Regions from separate parts of the Oryzias latipes genome. Here region 1 is linked to region 2. The links are chromatin contacts, called in public Hi-C maps. All regions are on one chromosome and are shown on one strand. The core of a region is the stretch at or near the end of the contact, and the rest is flanking DNA. Distances in the headings are between cores, read along the strand shown.

What was found. Hi-C and Micro-C count contacts between places; a contact is called where the count stands out from the background.
Region 1: a contact with region 2 is called in a Hi-C map of embryo, with 4 times the contacts expected there. The contact joins the enhancer-like site here to the promoter of dnaaf5 in region 2. A contact is called at or near these places in 2 of 5 Hi-C or Micro-C datasets (embryo and gastrula embryo).

The regions. Positions count from the first base shown.
Region 1 is chr8:11,468,801-11,475,961 of ASM223467v1, forward strand. No RefSeq gene overlaps it. Among protein-coding and RNA genes, the nearest start is that of ccp110, 18 kb to the right of the region's middle. Within about 2 kb of position 1,986, at least 1 of the 8 cell types and tissues checked has an H3K27ac peak or open chromatin away from gene starts, as enhancers often do. A contact at or near this core is called in embryo, where this site is marked.
Region 2 is chr8:11,354,012-11,360,291 of ASM223467v1, forward strand. It overlaps dnaaf5 (dynein assembly factor 5, axonemal), which reads right to left and starts at 1,499. Exons shown (of 13, transcript XM_011478184.2): 1 at 888-1,499; 2 at 269-453; 3 at 1-124. The coding sequence starts at 1,425. It overlaps prkar1b (cAMP-dependent protein kinase type I-beta regulatory subunit), which reads left to right and starts at 2,807. Exons shown (of 11, transcript XM_011478185.3): 1 at 2,807-2,963; 2 at 4,300-4,546. The coding sequence starts at 4,373.

The DNA of each region.
Region 1 (7,161 bases), core at 736-3,235, 120 kb after region 2:
CTGCATAATAACAAGCCAAATACAGTTGTAAAATTAGGATTCCTTCGGCTCAGACTAACTCTTAGAGTTCACATTATATTTGTTGACTTGTATTATATTTGTTGACTTCTCAAGCATATTTGATAAAATAGACACACATTTCATGGTTGCTTTTCTAACTGAACCCAGTGTGTACATGCCAAAGGCTGCATTTCCTAAGCTACGAACACACAGGGCATGTGATCCATGCTCAAGAACGTTCTAAACGTGGGTTCTTGAATGCGCATTTAGCCTATTGTGTTCACACTGGACAAGCAGGAAGGGGCTTTTTTCTAATGAATCACCTCCAAATCCGAGTCCCTGATTGGTCAAAGTTCACCTGATTAAACAAGAACGCACATTCAATGGCTGCGCCGTTTGTACATTGAGCCTGTAAACTGTTGTAGAAACTTGCATAGCGACACAAGAAAACAAGAGAGTTTTCAATGTGGAAGCCCGAGACACGTGTTTAATCTCATTTACATAAACTTTTCATTGGAAGTGGCCTCTTGAATATGCGTTGCAAAGGGCGGTGTGACCGTAGCTTTAGAGGTGTCCCCTAAGGGTCCATCCTGGGTTTAATTTAGGTCGTCAACAGTACTGAAAAAAAATGTTTTTTTTTCTGTGTTTCCTCAGTTGGGACTTTTAGGTAATTTCTCCTTTGTGGAATCCATAACGTCCTAATCTATTCTATTCTATTCTATTCTATTCTATTCTATTGTTCTCAGTGGGTCTAAATTTTGACAAATACAACGTTCAAGATCAGTATGTGATACTTCTAAATGTTATGATATCCTTTCAAGTTCATAATGAATACATTGCGTCCCTGCTACTGCTATGCAAGTGAAATAGCATCTGCAGCATTTCAAATAAGAAACTGCAGCTGCTTATGGGAGAAGTTTTAGGGACAATTCCAAACAACTTAGTCTCCATTGCTCTTGATGAAAGAAATTGTCTCATTTGGAGATAGTGACAATTTCAGGAGTAATTTTCCTTTCCCTAAAATGCTCAGAAAAACCTTAAAACTTCAGATTGATTGAACAGATTGATTGCAAGGTCCACAATTCTGTGTATTGGGAAGTCTCAACACTACTCCTAAAAAACATTATATTTCTAAAGCATTTGAAAAAGTTTCCAGTAAGACGCCTCTTCTCCCTGAATCAAACAAAGCGGCACCTTTTGCGTTTCACTAATTACACGATTGTAGCAAAACAAAGGAAAGATGTTTGTCCGCAGTGCAGGAGTGAAACAGAATATTGGCACAAACAACTTTCCACTATGATTTCTGGTGGTCTAGACATTACCTGGAATTGGGTCATTCAATGAGATGATATGTTCACACAGAGCGTAAAACCTGCAACTGCATAATTAGGGTGGGCTCTTAAGCCCAACTAAAGTCCATGTCTCAACGTGATTGAGAAGCTGTCATGCAAAACCCTGTAAACAGTAAAGAAATGAAGCAAAACTTTGAAAAGAATGAGCCAATCTGTGACGAATTGAAAATAACGAAGATAATGTTTTATCTCGAAAAACCCAGCTATTATCAAGTATTATTTCAGTATTTCAAAGGTCAGGCAAGGACCAGATGAACGCTTGTTACTATTTGATAAATAACACCTAAAAGGGGGAACCATTTGTCTCCTATGTGATGTATGTGACTGCATGTGGTGTTTCGATCTGATGGCAAGTCAATGTTGCCAGGAACACCATACTAAGCTGTGTTTGTGTATGTGTGAGATTGTATAGTGTCTCGTAAAAGAACTGTGGCTGTCCCGCACCCCTTTTTTACTCTCCTCGTCTGCTGTTCAACAGAGAAGTGGAAAGTCCATAATCAGAATCTGGAAACTGCAACCACAACCAGCAAATTCACAGAACACTGATTCATTGACTTGCATTGCACACACAAACTCAGAGACACACTTGGGGTGGGGAACAGGAGCAGCAGCAGTGGTCGTAGCAGTAAATTGGTACAGGCATCCGTCAGAAGCCCCATGAGTCACCCACTGGAAAAAGCACAACTCTCCAAAGCCAAAGTAGATATTCATCAAAAGTGATTGCGGCCAGCACCAACTCCTGCAAAAGCACAGTCAGATATATACATACACAATTATTTGACATACACATCGGCTCATGGTTATGTGCACACATGGCAGCACATGTTAAATGAATATCCATGCATGCACACAAGGAGTCTAGGGAAATTTTGTGGTGTTGATGTTAAGACCAAGGAAAGGTAGGAGGTGCATGCCTTCAGAAGAGACTGCTCAAACGCTGCAGAGCACTCATGGGCTTTTCATATTCTAAATGAAGGTTCACCTCACAATATAAACACAGACGAAGGAACCAACATGAATTAAACCTGCTATTATTTCATGCTTTTGTGTATTTGAGCCACTAATTGAGAAGACAGACGCTGCAGCAAGTAGAAAGAAGGCGTGGAACGTGGAGACCAACCCAAAGAGAAACATTTGATGCAGTAGATCAACGCCACACAAAGAGAGTTGACAACTTTCCAGCTAGTTTATGCCAAAGCGACAGAGAGGATTCAGACGCACAAAAGACGTTCAAGCTGAGTTCCTGCTGTGCCTGAGTAAAAGTCGACACTAAAGGTTTCAACACCAAAAGTTGGGCTACACTTAGGTGAACCTGTCATTTCTGTGAACTCCATCAGGTATCTGAAGCCCCAAACATGAACACAGGGAAAGATGAGAGACACACACAATTGTCCAGGAATCTAAATATCGTTAGAAAAGTTGATGTCAAGTTGGTCCATCAGCGTCTCGTGTCAGCTACCACACGCCATCTACCTCAATCTGCTTTTCTTTTTATTATAACAGTATTCATCAGATCCAACAAACTTTAAAAAACAACTTTGTTGCATGAATGTTTTTTAATGGCTTCCGGTCAAAAGGTCAAAATTGTCTTAGCAAACATTTTTTTTTTTAAACTCTGATAAACTTAGAGAAACCAAAGTTTAATGCTAGCACACGATTTTTTAAAATATTCTTTTTGTTGCTGGTTCCAATTTTTTTTAAACATATATTTGTGTCAGAGGCAGTCTAAGAACTGTTGACAGCAAAGACATCTTGGGACTAATACGTTTCGATTGATTGTCATTGCATTTAAAATAATTGAGTCTAAAAAATGCAATCATAATCAATGGTAGCCTAATTAACATCTCGGTTTTTGGGTTTTATTACATCATCAACTGAGTTAAAATTATCGATAACAAAGAACAGAACTTGCAGAGTGAAGAGAAAAGAAATCACTACATGTTAGTGGAGTGCATGAAGGTTAATGCTGTGAATACATGAAACATCTAATTCTTATAAAGTCTTAAACTCATGGTCCTACCTTTCTACCTGAAATGACCTATTTAATCAAAAGATTATGTTACCTGTTTGCCATTTTAGTTTGTTGGTCAACAACTTTATTCCAACAATAACTCTGCAGACAACCTTTAGTGTTCCAAATGCTTTTCAAATAGAGAAAGATGATGGTTAAATACAAATACAAAACACACAGGAAAGCACATTTGTCAGTTCCCTAAATATGATTTTTGGCCTCCTCTCAAAGATATGTTCTGCTTCACTTTGTCCTGTGTGGTCTTCCAGGACGGCACTGCAGAGATTCCTGAAACATCAGACAGAGTGTGGGTGTGGCCACCAATTGCAGCCGACACCTCACACATGACCTCCTCAGGGTCAGCAGGTCAGATCCTGATAATCCTGTCTTGTAGCTTGCTTGGTGTTCGTGTGTTTGCCCTCCCTTGAACAGGGCTGACGTATGCTTGAACTTCTCTTGCTTTTTCATCAGAACAGATGCAAAGTTGCAAAATGTTTTAAAATGCATTTTCTGAAAATGATGCTATATGTGTGTAGAAGAAGGAATACATGTGAAATGTGTCTGGAAGGGGTTCAGAGGGGCCACACCTGCAGGAGAGCTGCATGGAGCCTCACGATTAGGTACCAGAACCCGAAGAATGATTAAACAGGGTGCAGAGGGCCCCCCTCCCCAAAGCACCCATATGCATTGTTAATTCAAGCTTTTCCCATCATATTGTGGAAAAGGGAACAAAGCACAACAGACAGGTGCACTCGGAGCGCTCACAGAGCAGCACAGTCAGCTCCTTCAGCAAAAAGAAGAAAGAGAAAAATCAAAGAACCGAGAGGGAGGGGGGATGAGGTGAAAGATTATAGTCAATGTGGGGAGATAAAGTGCCCAATGCATAAAGGCTTTACTATTCACCCCTTTTCTTTAGCTTCCAGTGAAGTGTGCTCCAAAACACGCATAATGACATAAGATAAAGTTGTAGTTTTATTCTTTGATCAAAGCTTTTAATCTGATGTGCTTTTTTCAGACTATTTTTATTTAATTCTGGTCCACAGTTTTAGAGAAGTGATCCAAATTAAGAAAACAAGATCCTAAAAAACTAGTTCGATTTTGGGAAACATCTTAGGAAATGACTTTTTTAATCAACTTTTAAATCTATGTTAGCTTTTCCCATTTGTTTAAAGCAAAACGTCATCACTTGCATTGTACGAATTTAGATATATACACACATGTGTGTGCATGCATAATTTTGAGGAATGTCTTCCCTGAATGTATAATGGCAGCTGGGATAATTAATCATGTGGCAAACAGACAGAGGACTGGGGTCTGTGGAAGTGTGCATGTGCAGTTATCATGTCACACCGGACCACCAGCAGTTACGAGTGTGCCATTTGTCTGCGCATGTAAATTCCTTGTACATCTATGCGTGTTAGTGTGACTTCTCAGCAATGGAGACACCAGGACACTTGGCACCACGCTGACGTGACCCAAAATTCAACCCTGCGGGATGCCACTGGCAGTCTGACATGAAAAATGGCGGCAACTAAAGCGCATCACAGAAAACAGTAACCAGGTGCTATCACGGTGCATGGGTAAAACAACATCAGACTTCAGGCTTTAGGTGTGTTTTTTCCCCTCTACTAAGCTGACCTCTTTGAACTACAAGAACTTTCATAGAGAGAAGAAGGGAAACAGCTTAAGACACCTTTGGGCGCTTGTGTTACAAGCTGCAAGAAGAAACATGATATCTGTATGCATTTCTCTCTTGGGAACGATCCAATGTTGAGGGATTTTGACTCCTCTGCTCGTATAGAAACATGCTTCTGTGTACACAGTTCTTCTCCGCTGGCAACGTCTTCCTTTCTCTCCGTTTTTACTGAAAGACGTGTTTGTTGGTTAAAGGTTGAATTATAGGTTGAATAAACTTCAATAGGATCTGGATTTGGGCCTCAAGCCAGTGGGCCTTATCTAGCTTTGGCATTTAGCACTTTCTATATGAGAGCAAGGAAGCTTCTCAAGCCTTTGATTCAGATTTTATCAGTTTAACAGGCATGTGATTATGTTTGAGTTATATGAGCTTCAGCACACTTCAGGCCTACTTGCAAAGGCCAACTTTACTTTTTTTTTTTTTTACTTCCACTGCATGGAAAAGTTTACTTTTGTGCTGACATCACATTAGATGTGTTCATCCCTTAAGGTATCAAGGAGTTACCCTGAAGAAATGATGACCCCCACCCCCTCCCCTCCTTTCTTCTACAATTGCTCCTTTCAGACCTGCTATTTTTGATCCTCTGGGCGGTGAAGTTGGGTCAGAGAGTCAATCTAATGAGCTATTAGCTGAGGGGATAGTAGTTTATAGAGGAAAGGTTTATGACTCAGGTGTATCCCACCCACAAGCACTCACCTGATGGGAGCTCAATTGTTTACTCTGGGGTGTGAGACCTTTGGGACTACAAGAGATCTGCTTCAGGACATTGTGATGGACCAGCAGCATGTCCCCATTTCGACTCCAGCCAATAACTTTGATTGCATATTTTCTCTTGTTTCCTGTCATATATTCATCACTCTCAATGCAAAGATTTAAAAAAAAAACATGTTTTAAACCTAAATGCTTTGAAAATGCTCAAATGCTCCATCAACGTTTGCAGATACCTTTAAATTAGATACCTTTAAATTGGAGTAAATTAGGTATAGTCTCTACCAAAGAAATGAGAATTACAGGTAGGTACGTGGCATGTTTGCATGTCTTCTCGTGCTCTTAGCCTATATTTATACATTACAAAGTTAGTTATGTAGTAGTTATGATCACAGAGCAAAGAGGAAGTCTTCCACCAGTACAACAAATATTGATATGTCCTTGTGGCTTTTCTGGGATGTTTTCAAGATTTAATAAAGATCTGAAATTTAGATCTTTGCAGTGAAATGCCACATGTCTTCACTTCTGATCTCTTGTGGTGCAATCTTAGCCTCTTTTTCACCTACTGGCAAAGGTGAGTGTGGAAAGATAATCGGGAAGTTGCTCTCCTTTGTGGTTAAAATCTACCAGCCAGGAGGAGGATCCCACTAGAGCCAGCCAGGAGTCCAGGAACACTGCTGCCCCAAAAGAGTTAGAGAGAAGCTTCCAGAGTCGGATATAGTTTAATATGTTTACATGGAGTACACAGAAGTATTTGGGCATCAATGAAGACTAAAGTGTTCGTTCTGCAGCAGAGATTTGTCCATGTAGTCAAAATTGAGTCATACAAGTCATTAAGTTCCCAGATAGTGAAAACGTAAATGAACTTCTTTCATTTCCATGTTAATGGCCTAGAAAAATTAACCTATTTAGGGATTTTTTTCCCCTATAGATCAAATAAATATTTGATCACTTTCTTTTAAGCATGAGGTATTCAGTGCCTAAATTTGGCATTGAGCAAAAAAAATTATAACACATCAGCAACTGAATCTACCCTTCATGTTTATTTTTCTAGGTAAACAAGAATGACATTCGAGATGCTTAACATTAACATGATTATGTCTAAAAAGGCTAATAAATATGGATTTGATATTTTTATTTAACCCTTAAGCTCTCACACAAAAAATAAGGAGCCATTACCTTTTATTTGGGGTACAATCAAACTGCCAATTGACTGGTTATATTGCACCATCTATAGGTCACGGAATGTATGAATCTACATAACTGCTCCTTGGAAATGATCCCAATTCATCAAAAGCAGATTTGTTCCTTTTTAAAAAAAATGAAATGACACATTTTAGGTGAAAACAGTTTTTCCAAATCGATGAAGAGCTGTGTGCGGCTGCATGTTCATC
Region 2 (6,280 bases), core at 249-2,748:
TTATTTCTGGGATTTCATCAGTGGTGTTGCTCAGCAGGAGAGGAATCAGTTTGTGAAAATAAGAGTATCTGTCTCTCAGGTGCAACAGCCAATTCCCAACCACGGCAGTCACAGCTTTTCTCACCTGTACCAAAAAAGGGACCTTTAAACATTTGTTCTATTGAAGAAAACTCTGTCTATACACACTCCTACAACAAAGGCTTTAGAAAAAAAAAAAGAAAAAAGAAACATACCAGAGAAGATCCTAAAAGAAGGAGACAAAATTAACCTGTGGTGAATCATCCAAAAATCTCTGACTCAGGTGTGGGAGAACGTCATCCATGTTTCTTCCACTCCCGTGTTGAATGACCGACCCAGTGGCTTCGATGACTGCCACCCGCACCCGTGAGTGCTGATGAGTTATCGTCATCATGAGAGGCTTGACAAGACTGTCAGCTTGCATGTGAAAATGCTCTGAAAGGAGAAAGAAAATCATTTTTTGTTTATGGCCATCATTTTCAGTACTAGACATTTTCTTCTCTGCTTTTAATCAACACACAGCAAACAAGATGCCTCCACCTTAACCTCCTCCATCACACCAACAGCACAAAACTCACCACTATCTTACAGCTCTCATACATGTCCTACACAACATTTCTGATTATTTGAATAAATAAACAACTTTTGGAAATGTGATATTACTTTTCATTGGTTATTTTTTTCCCTCAAGGTTTCTTTCTTGTGAATTAAAGTGATTAAATAGTTAGATGCTTTTCATTTTAAAAGATGGATTTCTATAAAATAAAAAGAACTGCAGCTATAACAGCTGTATTAATGCCGACGTGACTGTGTACATCGAAACCATGGCAACAGACTTTCTAGCCAATCAATGAGACCCTTTTACAAACCTGGAACAGTCTGCGCAAGTTTGACGGTGCATCTGCAGCTTTCTCTTTTAACATCCGGGAAGGGGTCGACGATAGTTCTCTGTAAAATTCTGATCATTTCGCTCACATAAGGCGCCAAATGTTTTCCGCAAACCTCCACGGTCAGACTCAACAGATCCACGGCCGACAAACGAAGCTCTTCCGCCGGTTCTAGAATCTCGTTCTCACCAAACCGCTGAGCCAGACACGGCATTAAATACGGCAGGAACTCCTCGGGTTTGGGAACACAACGAATAAACTCTGTTATGACTGAAATAGCAGTTTCCCTGCATCTTTCCATTGGGTCTGAAAGACATTTGAGAAGAGGTTTGAGAAGGGCTGAGAATATTTCCTGGAGGACGCCGCTGGAAAGTCCTTTGTCCACCGTCTCTTTCTTTATGAACTCGATAGCTCTCTTTCTTGTCGCTTTGTTGTCCTCGTTTAGGCAGTTTAAATGATGGGCAAGTCCTCTTAAAACTTCCGAGGAAACGTGCTCCTCTCCACCTGCTGTTGCTGCCATCTTGACTGTCGTTATGGTAACCTGACGCTGCACGACAAACAAAGGGCCGCTTTACGGTAGCGACGTATTCAAAAATGCCAAAGCTTTATTGTTTGCTCGTCACAAACACTAACACGCAGATATTGGGTCTGCCTGTCGACTTTTTAGAACAAACTCATTAGGAAAAGTTGTCAGAATTTTCTACAAAAACAGAAGCTGTTTAAAAAAAAGAGTTACGTCATGAAAATAGGATCATGTCTCATAAACGTTATAACCTAGAATTGTAAGATACTACCCAAAAACTATTTTTTAACCTGTAATATATAATAAAATTAACCCCTTAAAATGGAAAAAGAAAAAAGAAAGATATTAGCAAGCTAAATAAAACAAGTTATGAGAAAACAAACAGTCAAAAACATTGTGTTTGTCTTTTTGAGAATCTGTATTACTTGCAAGTGTCATTTGGTTCAAGGACTCTTGTTTTCTAATATTGAGGTATATAGTAGGCCTAATAAGATATCATGCTAGGTGTACTTTTATTATTAATATTTTATCTAAAAGTTGGACAAAATCAGCAATAACTTTTCCAACCTTTCTAAGAATTTCTTTCAATTTGAATACATTGGCTAATTAATTTGATTAAATATAACTTCTTACTAGTCCCCCCCCAAAAAAGACAAACAGTAAGCATCCGACTACATGAATCAACAATATAATCAGTTATCAAACAGCCAAAGATTAATGTTTTTAAAATAGTACATTGCCTTTGAGGCTCATTAATTCAGACTGCGTCTGAAGCAGAGATATATGGTTATAAACGGAATGCTCTCAAATTTTTAAATATAGCTCAACAACTGCATAAACTTTTTTTTTTATTATGATCATGTCTTTTGGCACTTTGTTTATTTATAGCAAGTATTTCTTGGATGGTCCATTCATGGAGATTAGGCAGTTCTTAATATGGGGTTACAATGGATGGAGATGAGACGTGTGCTCACTTTAAACAATGTTGTTTCTCAGCACATTATGTTATAGTTGCAATTCTGCTGGCTTAATCAGCCAGACATGGAGCAAACTGACCACTGCAGAAGGGCCAGTGCTCACTAGTGATCCCAATCAGTGACCTGGGTATCTAAAGAAACTCAAAACAAGTCAGAAGCAACAGCAATATTTGTAAATATTTGACTGATTTTTTTAAGTGTACCTATCCAACAAACGCATTTTCCCCCCAAAAAAGAATTGCTTTAACAAATAAATGACCAAAAACAAGTACTTTCATTTTTGTTGCATGTTTGTTTATTTACTTACTGGTGGTTGTTTCCTTTAAGTGTTTTTTTTTTTTTACCTGTAGGCGCGTTGCCACGTGCCTGGCCTCGAGAGAGCGCCGCTGCGGTTCTAAAAAAAAATGACAGATTGACGTCAATGGAACTGACGCAGAGGCAGAGCAGCAGCAGCAGCAGCATCCCGCTAACCAGCAGCACCTCATCCATCTAGCACCAGCAGCAGCAGCAGCAGAAGCAGAGGGGTGTTTTCTCACTGAGCATCCTCCAGAAAGAACGGTAGGGACATCACCGCCCCACTTGTGTGTAGAAGAAAGCCATTTGAACCAGGCCTTCAAATGGCGTTAGGGTTATTTTGCCGTCGCAGTTCGTTAAAAAAAAAAATTCGTTTCGGGTTTGTTTTTGTCATTTTGAGGCTAGCTAAGGGCTAACCGTGTTAGCTTCATTTCTGAACAGGTGCACAGTAATATCGGTTGCTTCGCGTTTATTAAAAAAAATAGCCCATAAATAATGAAAAACTGCGGCTTTTTTATGGTGAGGAAACCTCACTCGATACAAGCGAAGTCCTGTACCCGTAATTGATTTTTAATGCAGAATCATCCGTGATTTTCCCTTTGAGGAAGTAACTCAACTGAATATTCAATTCTACTTCACTTCCTGTCTGGTTAGAAGAAGAAAAAACAGCGATGTAGTTTCATTTGGTTAATCTGTTGAGTCAATGTATTGTGCGCATTTGCTGTTAAAAATAGACAAAATTGTATCACCTTTTATCTAACACTGTAATTTTTACTCATAAAACAAGCCAAATGTTCATGTTTCCAAACATTTACTGCACGTGCCATTTGTTTGTGTACAGATAACGTTTAAATGCTAAAGAAAAAATACTGTTTATGTCTTTGTTTCTTTATGTTTTGACTGATTTTTAAAAAATAAAATAGATCTTTTAAATACAACATTGTTAAAAATATATTTTTGGAGATATTTCTGTGAATGAATAGATACCAGAAGTACACTTTAACACTCAAGTATTGCCTTGTTGTACAATGTCGCATTTTGTTATCTTTTAGTACACTCATCTTAGAGTTTGGGAACAGGTCATACCTTTAGTGTCATCGTGTTCTCCAACTCAGAATTTCTACAAAATTAGTTTGGATCTCTTTTGTATTTGTTGTTCATATTGTAATGCCCCGAATTTACTTAATAGATGACATTTGCAAGGTTTTTCGATATATATTTTGTTACATGATTATATATATTGTTATATGGTATATATACGTTATTTCAACATTACTCCAAATGAAATTACATCCCTATTGAATATAATTATTATTATTACAACAGAAGGTTATTCCTGATCAGTTTATGCAGTGTCCATGTGTAATGCCAGACATTTCTCCTTTCAGAAACAGACATCTGCATCAGTTTGCATATTTTGTAAGGGATCATGTTCAGACATCAGCTAGCTTAATTAACCTCATGGAAACAAAAACAAATGTTGATGGATCCTTCACCCTCCTTTCTCACATGTTTTTCTTCCACTGTTTCCCCTGTGTTTGCTCGTTTTCACCCTCCCACCACCATTTCTGTTCTCCCACTTTTCTCCTCTGCCAAAAAGTCTCTCTCCTTCCCCTCCTCTTTTAATCCTCCCTGAATTTCCCCAATTGTTTGCCACAGAGATAAAAGATAAGATGGCCACCTCCTCCTCCACCCTGGAAGAAGATGAGAGTTTGAAGAGCTGCGAGATCTTTGTGCAGAAGCACAACATTCAGCAAATCCTCAAAGAGTGCATCGTGAACCTCTGCATCGCTAAGCCTGAGCGTCCTATGAAGTTCCTGCGGGAACATTTTGAAAAGCTGGAAAAGGTTGGTAATAAATTTGATCATAAAATATGAAACTTTGTGTATATGATGGTGGTTTATGTTGCTTTTTAATCTTGAAAATGTGTTATGATCTGTATTTTTATTGCAGTGTCTTCTAGAAATAAGCAGTTTTTATACATTTCTGGAAAAAAAATATTTTAGATTAAAACAAAGTGTTTACTTTTTAGTTATGCTTTGTTGTGTTTTTTACACATATTTTTTGGCTAAATATAATCAAAAGTTTGTGCTATTTCATAAGCATTGTAGGAACATTCCAGTCACTTAGAATTAACAAAGAAGATTATACTTAACCTGTTTATAATAAAGGTTTCATTTTCATTTTTGTAATAGGAGAATCCATTAGGTAAAATCAGATCAGCTCCCATAAAAGGCTTCAGTCTTTGTATTTAGAGACAGAGATTAGACTTCTTGGATCTGCATTTGGGATGTTTTAACCCAGCAGAGGACAAAGGAAAGTACAACTTTTCTTTAATAAACACGGGCACAATCAAACACAATTAATGAGCTTCTGTAACATATGCTTAACCTCATATTTAGCTTAACAGCTGTGTGGGTTCAGACCATTGAGAGACCTGGCTGTTGCTCACAAGTGGATCATGAGATGCACTTGTCTGAACAATGAGCTTCTCTTTAACACCAGTGATACAAAGAGGTCATCAAGGTGTGTGAGCTGAGGCTGCAGGGTGTTAATAAAAACCCAGCCATGAAGAAAAAAAAAAAATTAACCTACCAACAAGAGGAGTGATTGTAATGAAAGATCATATGCAGAAGGACAGAGCTTAGTGTTCTGATGTCTGGAGGGGGTAGTCCTTATCTTTGCTGCAATGTTGTCGTGTGCTTTTTGCTGTCATATGACAAGCATCTGGTCCTTGGAGTTTTTTTTATTCTTTTTTTAGTCAGCTGCTTCAGCAGATTTTTTTTAAATAATGCAAGAGCTAAGCTTGGGATACAAATTTGAACCTACAGATACAAAGTTAGTAACATTTTGGAAATGAAAATAGTTTCTTCCACCATACTTCTACTATGCAACACAGGGAGTAGTGAAATGAAAGGGACAAGTTGAGTTGAAACTATTGTTTCTTTGATTGTTCATGTGAATAACTGACAAACTTGAAGCTGCTGCTGTTTATATTTTTTCTCTATAATGCTGCATAGTCAGAGTATCCTGAATACTTATGGAAGTGAGCCCAGCTTTAGTAAGTTTAAAAAAATCTTCATAAAATGGCTCAAACTATATACTGAGTTAGACTCATCGCATGTCAAAGCATCCATATCCCAATTTCTGCCATTAGTTGATGTTTAAGAGTCTTGATCTCAGCCTTTACTGTCTATGGTGCAGCAGCTACATCTTTTATGTAACAAGGTGGCAGAACTGTTGGTGCTGTTTACTGCTTAAGCACTTAATTCACCTATAGGTTGTAATCATTGCCTGTGCCAAGCGGGTGTAAATTTGTAACTCCTCAGTCTGCTGCTGTAGAACGTGCTTTGGTTTCATAAGGCTAACGGGTGGCTGTCATTAAAAAGGCTGCATTGTTCTCTTTGCTCAGAGAGAAAATGATAATGGAGTTTAAAAGATAAATTGTTTTCTTGTTCTCTCTACATCTTTTAACATAAATCTTGACTTGCTCATAGTAAAAAGTTTGTCTAACTTTGTGTATTGATACACAGAATTAAAAATTACCTTTTTTGGGGGGGATAAAGTGGATTGTTCTATAA